2 separate regions of the Rattus norvegicus genome follow, and region 1 is linked to region 2. Evidence: chromatin contacts called from public Hi-C data. All regions are on one chromosome and are shown on one strand. The core of a region is the stretch at or near the end of the contact, and the rest is flanking DNA. Distances in the headings are between cores, read along the strand shown.

Region 1 (5,134 bases), core at 1,587-4,086, 350 kb after region 2:
CTCTAACAGCATATTACTTCTATTTATTTAGTATGTTTGGAGTCTGCTATGTCTCTCAGGCTGGCTTGGAACTTGCAATCCTATTTTATCTGCCTCTCAAACGTTAGAATTACAGAAGACATCTACTATGCTTCTTTTTCTTTTTTGTTTTTTCAAGGCAGGGTTTCTCTGTGTAGCCCTGGCTGTCCTGGAACTCATTCTGTAGACCAGACTGTCCTCAAACTCAGAGATCTGCCTGCCTCTGTCTCCCAAGTGCTGGGACCAAAGTCATGCACCGCCACAACTACCTGGTTTAATAGGGCATATTAAAAACATACATTTATTTTTGTATGTATGTAGAAAGAACCTTTCCATAGCATGCTTGTGGAGGTCAGAGGATACCTTCCAGGACTCAATTTTGCCCTTCCACAGGACATTGTAGATGTTTCCAGTCTCGTAAACAAATATCCCTTCTTGCTGAGCTAACTTGTCAGCTCCTAATAGGCTCCCCTCCCCACCCCAAAGGTTTATTTATTTAACGAGTGCTTTATCTGCATGTACACCTGCATGCCAGCAGAGAGCACCAGATCACAGTACAGATGGTTTTGAGCCACCATGTGGTTGCCAGGAAGTGAACCCAGGACAGGGCAGGCAGTGCTCTTAACCATTAAGCCATCTCTCCAGCCCTGACTTTTTAATTTTTACATACATGAGTGTTTTGTCTGCATGTAGGAATGTGCCTACCAGATGTGTGCCTGATACCCACAGAGACCAGAAGGAATGTCCAGTCTTCTAGAACTGGAATTATAAATGGCTAAATTTTACTGTTTTCCATTTATTTTCTGTGGGTGGCCATGTACACATGCTTATGTGTGGCAGTCAGAGGAAAATGTGTGGGAATTACTTTTTAACTTTCCACCGTGTGGGGCCTAGAGATTGAACTCAGGTTAATCAGGCTTGACTACTACCTACTGAGACATCTCCCAGGCTTTAAAAAAATATTTTTTGTTGTAATTTTTGAGCCATTGTCACTAAGTATCCATGGCTGTCCTGAAATCATAAGTAGACCAGGATGATCACAAACTCACAGAGATATGTCCTCCTCTGACTACTGCTAATAAAACATCTTTTTTTTTTTTTTTTTTTTTCCGAGCTGGGGACCAAACCCAGGGCCTTGCGCAAGACCCTGGGTTTGGTCCCCAGCTCCGAAAAAAAGAAAAGAAAAAAAAAAGCATGCATCACCATGCCAGGCAAATTTAAAAATAATTTAAGCAGCATTATTAGCCAGGCCTGTGGTACTTGACTTTAATCCTAGCACGGGGGAGGCAGAGGCCCCTGAGTACATTGTAGCTGTCTTCAGATGCACCAGAAGAGGGCATCAGATCCCATTACAGATGGTTGTGAACCACCATGTGGTTGCTGGGAATTGAACTCAGGACCTCTGGAAGAGCAGTCAGCGCTCTAACCACTGAGCCATCACTCCAGCCCCTAGCTGACATCTCTCCACTTAACATTCCTTATTTTTACTTAAAAAGAAATTCTGTTATATGTGTGGGTGACCATGAATGATGTCATATGTGTGATGGTCAGGAGACAACTTGCAGGAGGTGGGGGATATCTCCTTCCATCTTGTGGGTCTAGGAATACAACTCCAGTTGTTAAGGTTGATAGTTGAGCCATCTTTCCAGGCCAGGATGTTTTAGTTACTCTGTGACAATTTTTCCTGTTTTGAATCTCCTCAGCATTTATGTATCAGGTTATGTGGCACTTTGTTTTTCACAGGGCATTGAGTTTACTAGAATATTAGAATCAACTTAGGGCAAGCATGGAAATGACATGCCTGTAATTTTTGCACTTGGGAGGCGAAGGTTGGAGGATCAGGAATTCAAGGTCATTCCCGCACTACACGGTCAGCCTAGGATACAGGAGACCCTGTCTCACAAAACTTAAAAAAAAAAAAATCTACTCAAGCCAAGAACCGTGACTCTTGATTCTCCTACGGATGCAGAGAGTCAACACATGCGCATGGACACCAAAGCCCAGCGCCTGCGCACTGGGCAGTTTTTTTCCTTTCGGTCCCAACCCTCCCAGCCCCCCTTTGGAGTGTGCGCACCGAGAAAGACAAAGGTGGTGAAAGTGACCAAGCAGTCATTCCGGCGCATGCCCATCCCTAAATTGCCCAGGCTCCATGGGGGCTCACTTTGTGGAGGCGGAAGTCCAATCCGACGGAGCGAGCGCGGCCCCTCTCTTCCCTTGATTGGTTTGCTTCCAGTGTTGTGGGGCGGGGAAAGGAAGGGACAGGGACAGTGGAAGGTTGGAGCGGTACAGATAGAGCGCTCATCTCGTTCTGCGCAAGCGCAGAGACGCGACCAGGAGGGGGCGTGAGAGAGTGCAAGAGAATGTGGAAGCCCTGACGCGCTGGCGAGCGGGAGCTAGGTCGCTAGCCTAGACGCCTGCGCCTTGGCCCTCCGGCTCCGCGCGCGGCGGGCGGGTGCCCTGTGCGCCTGCGCAGTAGGCGGCGGCGGCAGGGGGAGGTGGAGGCCGTGGAGCGGCAGCGGCAGCAGCGGGTCCCGGGACTGAGGCAGCAGCGGGGGCGCCGGCGGGCGGAAGCTGAGGTGACGAAGGCGGCGGCGGCGGCGGCCGTTTCCCTCACGGTGGCGGAGACCAAGGCAGCGGCGGCGGCGGACGGGGAGCGGCCCGGCCCCGGCCCCCTGCTCGTCGGCTGTAGCAGGGCCGCCGTGGGGCCGGCCCGGCTCCCGCCCCCCGCGGCTCCCCCTCCGGCTCCTCCTCCTGGGAGACGCCGGGGGCCCGGCCCGGCCCGCACTCAGGGCTCTGTTTCAGCTGCTGCCGGGGCAGTCGGAGGTGGTGGCGGCGCCATGGGCGGCCTGGCCTCTGGGGGGGATGTGGAGCCGGGACTGCCCGTCGAGGTGCGGGGCTCCAACGGGGCCTTCTACAAGGTGAGACGGCGCGTCGACCCGGGACACACTCCTTAGCCCCCTCCCCCAGCCGAGGCAGGGAAGAGTGCAGCGGGATCGAGTTTCTGGAGCTTAGTCCTGACCCTTCGAACCTTCGACCCACGTTCCCACTCGAAACCCTCCCGGGGAGATCGTGGGAGTTAACCCTCGTGCTTTTATTTTTGAGCCCGCTATTACACCTGCTTTTATCCTCAGCTGAAGGCATGAACATCAGGTCATTACTATGCGTGGATGGGAACCCTGGAGAAACCCCTTTTCTTAGCTTCTAATCGACTTTTCTTGTTTTTTAGTGTAGGAGATACTTCAGCTTTTAATCACATCTCCCCTACAGCCAAGCACATGGAGGATTCCCTTTCTTTTCCTACATGACCCCCTTGTGAAGGTCCACTGTGCCATATTAGGTCTTCGGTCTTCAGGGAGGCTTCTTTGCCTACTGGCTCTAGAACCATTTGCTCAACTTTCATCTTACATTCCTGTTCCCAGTCTGACAAGAAATGGTCAGAACCCATTTGTTACTTTAGCATCTTTGGCCTCAGGTTTTATCAGCCAGCCAGCCAGCCATTTAGTGGATTTGTTGGACAAGTCTGTCACCTACCACACCTTTATACCAAAGCCAGCTCTCCAGGGATGGATTCGTGTTTTATCTCTTTGACTCTAGATGTATTTAGGTCATTCCTATATCTTCTTGGTAAGTTTAAGCCTCACCATCTCTAAAAGGCCATCTCCACATGCTTCTGTTCTTCTGATTTCTGCTTGTTGACAGTCTTTTTGGAAAGAAAAAAGTAGCTTTCAGAATTGCTTATTTCAGCTTTTTCTTTGTCCAAGATTTGATTCCTGTGAACTTTTTTGAGGGGTGTGGTTGGGACAAGATTCCCTGGCTGGACTTGAACTCTTCTGTACTCCTTCCTCAGCCTAGGGTTACAGTTCTGGGATTATAGATTGAGCCACCATGCCAGACCAGAACTTTTGTTTTTTCTTTCTATCCATTATCCACCCCATCTTCTGTATCTGAGTCCATTCTGGATCCCCTTCACCCCTAATTTAGATTCAGACTGATTCTTCTCACCCCTCAGGTATTTTCTTCATCTGATCTTGTGGGGTTCTGAACCTCTTCTGCATTTTTTTGGATGGAATTGTCCTGGAAATTTTGGTTCCTCTCTTACTCCTTTCATTCTGGAGAAGAAGAATTTTCATAGCATTAGATGGGAGATGAGATTCCTTTTTCCTTCATGTTTCTTCTGGTTGTCTGTCCCCCTACCCTAGTAGAACTTTCTACTTTCTCATGCCCTTGGAAATAACTTTGACTACTATGAAATTGTATCTTTTTGTAGCTGAAAAGGGACGGGTCTGCCCCGCCTCTGTAGGTGTTTCCTACCCCCACTTCAACTGACCCGTTAGTTACCCACTGTGAAGGCCATGGCAATTTCCCCTTTTCTGATCACGTTCTTCACCCAGTGCCTATGGGTACACATATCTCCTAGCTTTAATTTAGCCTCTCAATTAAGTCTTGGTACTTTTGTACTCCTGTGGATCCTCATTGAGGTCCACCTATCTATCCTTTGTATAGCTGAAGAAGGTTCCCTGTCACTTTCCTAACTCTTGGTACTTTTTTTCTTACTAGAAGAATGTCTTTGTAACATTTCTGTTTTCTGTAGCAAAAGTCTCTTAATTCCTTTTGGGCTCTGATGGGGCTCTGGGGCTCCTTTCCCCCACATTTGTATTACCTTTGTTAAAAGTGTCCTCAGGCTGGGTATGGTGGTGCCTACTCTAATCCTAGGACTTGGAAGACTGAAGTAGGATTGTTGAAGTTCAAAACTAGTGTGGAGAATGAAATCAGACTGAAAAAACAACCCAAACAAAACCAAAAAGTACTCTATAAGTTGTTAGTTCTATTTTTCTTGATATGTTAGCCTTCATCTGTATCTTTCTCACCCCAAAATGTTAAATTCCAAGAAAAGTGAGATATGTATATATATATCTATATATATATCTATATCATATTTTTCTTTTCCTTTTTTTTTTTTTTTTTTTTTCTTTGCTTTGATTTTTGGGGACAGGATTTCTCTTTGTAGCTTTGGCTGCCCTGAACTCAAACTCACTGAGATAGGTTTGCCTTTGTTGAGTGCTGGGATTAAAAGCAGCATCCACAACCACTCCTAGTTTGAAAAGTGATTCTTCAA
Region 2 (4,771 bases), core at 1,039-3,538:
CCTCATGTCTTACTCTCTAGAACCATGGGGAAAAGAAATAATTTTAATCACTACAGAACTGGGCTGGCTCAGGGGTTAAGAGTGCTGGCTGTGGGGCTGGAGAGATGGCTCAGCGGTTAAGAGCACCCGACTGCTCTTTCAGAGGTCATGAGTTCAATTCCCAGCAACCACATGGTGGCTCACAACCATCTGTAAAGAGATCCGATTCCCTCTTCTGGTGTATCTGAAGACAGCTACAGTGTACTTATATATAATAAATAAATAAATCTTAAAAAAAAAAAGAGTGCTGGCTGTTCGGGGTTGGGGATTTAGCTCAGTGGTAAGCAAAAAGAAGCAAAAAAAAAAAAAAAAAGAGTGCTGGCTGTTCTTTCAGAGGACAAGGGTTCGATTCCTAGCAACCACATGGTGGGTCACAACCATCTGTAACTCCAGTTCCAGGGAACCTGACATCTTGTTCTGGTCTCCCTGGGCACCAAGCACATGTGTGATACACAGATATACATATGGGCAAAGAACACATACATAGTTTTTAAAACGTTAAGTACAGAACTGTGGGCTGCGGTGTGTTTGTGGCAGAGCACTGCCTAGTGCCACCCTGGGTTCCATCCCAGACCCCACAAGGCAAACGGATACAGTTCGCTGGCTGCTAAGGCCACCTCCCTAACACTGCTAAGTTCTATGCCTCCAGCTATGGGGAAGGGGTCCAGAAATGCTCTCTGCCTTGTAATTCATTAATATTTTCCTACCTCTCAAAGGGCAAGTTCAACTCCACTACCCTGTGGACCATCTCCCTATTTCTGGAAATTTTTAAAATAGAGATGTATATCTTTAAGAATCACGGTGTTCTAAAAGGACGTCATGGAACAACAACTCCTCCCGTCTTCTCTGTCCTCTTCCAGTAAAGGAGACATTTCCCCCAAATGTGTGCTCCGCCTCCTCCTTTCTGTTGAAGAGGCAGCACATCCTCTCTCCTTCAGCACCTGCATTACTCAGTGATGGCCGACTAGGAATTCAAATCAGTACATAGAATTCTTCCTCCTCCCCCGCCCCCACACTTTGTATTATATTTAGTCCACCACGTGACTTACACATAGGCAGTCTCCCAGGATCGGGCACTTGGGTTGCTTTCATTGTGGCTGTGAGCGTCTCAGTGAAGGTTTTCTGTTATTCTGCATGGATGTGCACGTACTGTGCTGTCAAGGGGGAAATGCAAGGTTATCAGGGTCTCTCAAATTACCATCAGAATGTTTCATCCAACCTTGGATCTGGGGGCCCTTGCCAGTCTATTACGTAGGAAAAACATGGCATTACTGTTTTCTCTTAAATTTCCCTTTGAGTTTATACTTCACTTCTGTTCATGCGTTTAAAAGCTCTTTGGTATTTATATCTTCCCTCACTCTGTGTGTGTGTGTGTGTGTGTGTGTGTGTGTGTGTGTGTGCATGTGTGTCTGTGTGTATGTCTGTCTGTAAGAGTGTGTGAGTGTGCATGGGTGTCTCTGTATGTGTGTGTATCTGTCTGTATGAGTGTGTGCGTGTGTGTATGTGTGTGTGTGTCTGTCTGTCTGTCTGTGTCTAGATCAGAGGAGAACTTTTGAGCATTGCTGCCCTTCTTCCACAGTGTGGGTCCTAGGGATCCAATGCAGGTCATCGGGCATGTCCTTACCCACCGAACCATCTCCCCAACTATCATCATCATCATCACCACCACCACCACCACCATCACCACCACCACCACCACCATCATCATCATCGTCATCATCATCATCATCAACAGGGTCTCTCTATGTTGCCCAAGCCATCCTCAAACTCACAGAGTCCTGCCTGCCTCTGAATGCTGGATTAAAGGTGTGCACCATCATGTCCAGCCAAAAGCCTTTTAAATGTAGTGTATTCAGTTGTTTTATTTAGTTTCTGGGTCTTTTGTTTGGTTGGTTGGTTGGTTGCTTGGGTTTATTGCTTTGCTTTGCTTTGTTTTAATTTACAAACTTGCTTTTGTAAAACCCTGTGTGACCACTAGAGGGGGAATGACTCCATGTTTAACAGAGAAAGCGCCTCCCAACCTTGCCCTCTTAAGGAGTTAAGACTTTTCTTCCACCGCACTGTCCGTGACTGGGCACTAAAGTTTCTGTCCACGCAGATCGCACACGCGGTGCTGCGGCTCCCTCCTGGGTCGTGGTGGTCCCTCCCATGGCCTCGAGTCACCCATCACAACGGTAACTGAGCTAAGTGTGGGTCCTTTGCAGCTCCCGCCGCGGTGCTTGGCTTAGACCCTGGGTGGTCAGCTTGAGCCTGTAGGAGCCTCTTCCTCTGACAGCTCCTGCCTCTCACTGCGATCCAGGGACTCTGAAGTCCAACTCATCCCCAGGCAGCTATCGACCGCCTGTCATGTCTGCTGCTTAAGCCACCGCTAGCCTGCTTCCTACACTTGACCTCTAATTGAATTTCCTTGGAAACTCAGTGACAAGATTGATTCCGCCTAATTGAGTCAAAGATGGACTCTGGGTGCCATTCATGCTGTCCTTGTTTGCCGGGGGCTCTCTGGTCTGAGGCGCCCAGATTTTCTTTATCTCAGTAAAGAACCTTTTACTTTAAAGGATCCTATGGATGTTTTGTGGGGAGGAAGGGATAAGGAGGCAGGTTTTAATGAGCAGAGGACAGGAAATGCTTGTTTTTAAATTTGCCTTGAGTCCTTGTTCAGGTGCAATTCTGAGGAAAAAAAAAACTAGAACAGAACAAACTTGCTCAAAGGCAAGTTTGGGGATGAGTACAGTTGTCGTCTGGGTTCTAGGAAGTCAGCGACTTAAACTTTTCTTTTTCTTCAGTGTTCCTGATATGACTCAGTAACGCAAAGGCAAGTGAGGAGCCGTGGGGGCTGCTGATCGCTCGAAACTAAGCTCCAGAGAGACAGCAGGGAGGCGCTCCGGGTGCTGTTATGTAGTAGGGTGGACAGAGACATTAACTACATACCCCGAAAAGCCAGAGAAAGGACCGTGGGTAACAACAGAGATCAAGAGCCCCTCCCCCTCCCTAAGGTTATTGGGTTAAAGGTTAAAAACTGTCAGGAAAAAAAAATGATGAAAAGAAATCCTTAACTGTGGGTTATCTTTGTCACAAGCACCCCACGTACATTTTTTACCTTGCAAAAGATGAAATCTGTCTGGTGGGGTAAGTGGGAGATTTGACTGACAGCAGCCAAACCTTTCACAAGCCCCCCCCCCCGCTCCCCCCCCCCCCCCCCCCGCTAAAGCAACTGTTGCCAAGGACAAAGCCAAGCACCTACCCCAGGACCCACAGAGAGGAAGGCTGGATCAGGAACTAAAGTTGTCACCTCCACAGTTCCTGAGTCCGCTGATACTGGGTGTGGCATTGCCCCTGTTGCCGAAGGACCTGTGGCCATTTCCACAGAGGCAGTGGGAGCTGTCAATCAAGTCATCTTAGTAATCCAGCTGCTGCCAAGGCAATCAATTTTTTTTTTCCAGAGCTGGGGTCCGAACCCAGGGCCTTGCGCTCACTAAGCAAGCGCTCTACCGCTGAGCTAAATCCCCAACCCCCAAGGCAATCAATTTTAAAGCCCGTGTAACCTGGGAGAGATCCAGATCTAGCCAATGACACTGGGAGGAGACTTCAGAATAGTTGCAGATATCCCAAAGAAACTTCCTTTCAGTTGAGGGGAGCTAACACAGCTCTCTTGCCTACCACCCTAAGACTGGAGGCTTTGGGGAGCCTCTACCTAGGCCATGACAGCTTCGGATGACCAGATCCACTGTGTCTTCAGATAGCCCCACCTACACGTGACAACCCAGTGAGGAGAAGCCCCCATGAGAGCTAGAGCAAAGAACTGGTGATGAAGGATGCTCCTCTCTAGAGGTCTGGGACACTCCCCCCACCCCCATAAACTACCTAACGTTATCACAGAAGAGCGATAACTAATGGTGGTTTGCCTTTATCACAGGTAGAATAGGCCAAACTAGTTGAATGAGGAACAGGCGATTCCTGGGGCTGCTAGTTCCAAGCACACCAGCAGCCCCTAGAAGGGGACAGAGGAGTCCATCAAAGAGCTGTGGGCAGAGGCTTTGTAGAGCTGAAGCTATGAAGAACCGCTGGGATTTCAGCAAAGGAGAGCGACGTCTTCGGTGAGTAAAGACTTCAGAAGATGAAAGGCTCTAAAGACCGAAGACAAGAGACTACTGAAGACCAGAGGTAAGCCCTTGCTCGGAAGCACTCGTGGGTCCTGACAGTCACCAAGATGTTATCCAAAGCTGCAACAGCAGGGGCTGAGGGCCAGCTGACCTACGAAAGCTAGAGTTACAGAGTGTCCTTAAAACCTCAGCATACAGATGGCTGCAGAACAGCCCCACAATTACGTGACAGCAATCCTCTCCAAAACCTGACCGCCGCACATGGTAAAGAGAAACACTTCAGACTCCTAGAACACCAGGGTGTATGCGAGGCATTGCTTACCTGATAAATCAGTCCTTCAGCAGTCCAGTGCCCTCTAATTCAGTCCATTTTTACCTCCAGATGGCATCAGATCCTGCAGGCTAAGGGCTCAGTCCCACCGACTGACCCACCATACAGCACAGCTGAGCCTCAGATTCCCTGCTTGTAAATCCCTGAGGAGACACACACACATACACACACACACACACACACACACACACCCCAAAAGCAATGAGGGTATCATGTGGTTTAAGCTATAATATTTTGAGTACTTTGTGATAAAGCAGAGTCTAGTTACAGCAGTCCGGTCACCAGAAATCAGAAGGCATGA

The links. Hi-C and Micro-C count contacts between places; a contact is called where the count stands out from the background.
Region 1: a contact with region 2 is called in a Hi-C map of mammary epithelial cells, with 2.7 times the contacts expected there. The contact joins the promoter of Fxr2 here to the enhancer-like site in region 2.

The regions. Positions count from the first base shown.
Region 1 is chr10:54,846,833-54,851,966 of GRCr8, forward strand. It overlaps Fxr2 (FMR1 autosomal homolog 2), which reads left to right and starts at 2,837. Exons shown (of 17, transcript NM_001100647.1): 1 at 2,837-2,936. The coding sequence starts at 2,856. It also overlaps a transcript of Shbg not described here.
Region 2 is chr10:54,497,938-54,502,708 of GRCr8, forward strand. No RefSeq gene overlaps it. Among named protein-coding and RNA genes, the nearest start is that of Gucy2d, 27 kb to the left of the region's middle. Within about 2 kb of position 2,289, at least 17 of the 93 cell types and tissues checked have an H3K27ac peak or open chromatin away from gene starts, as enhancers often do.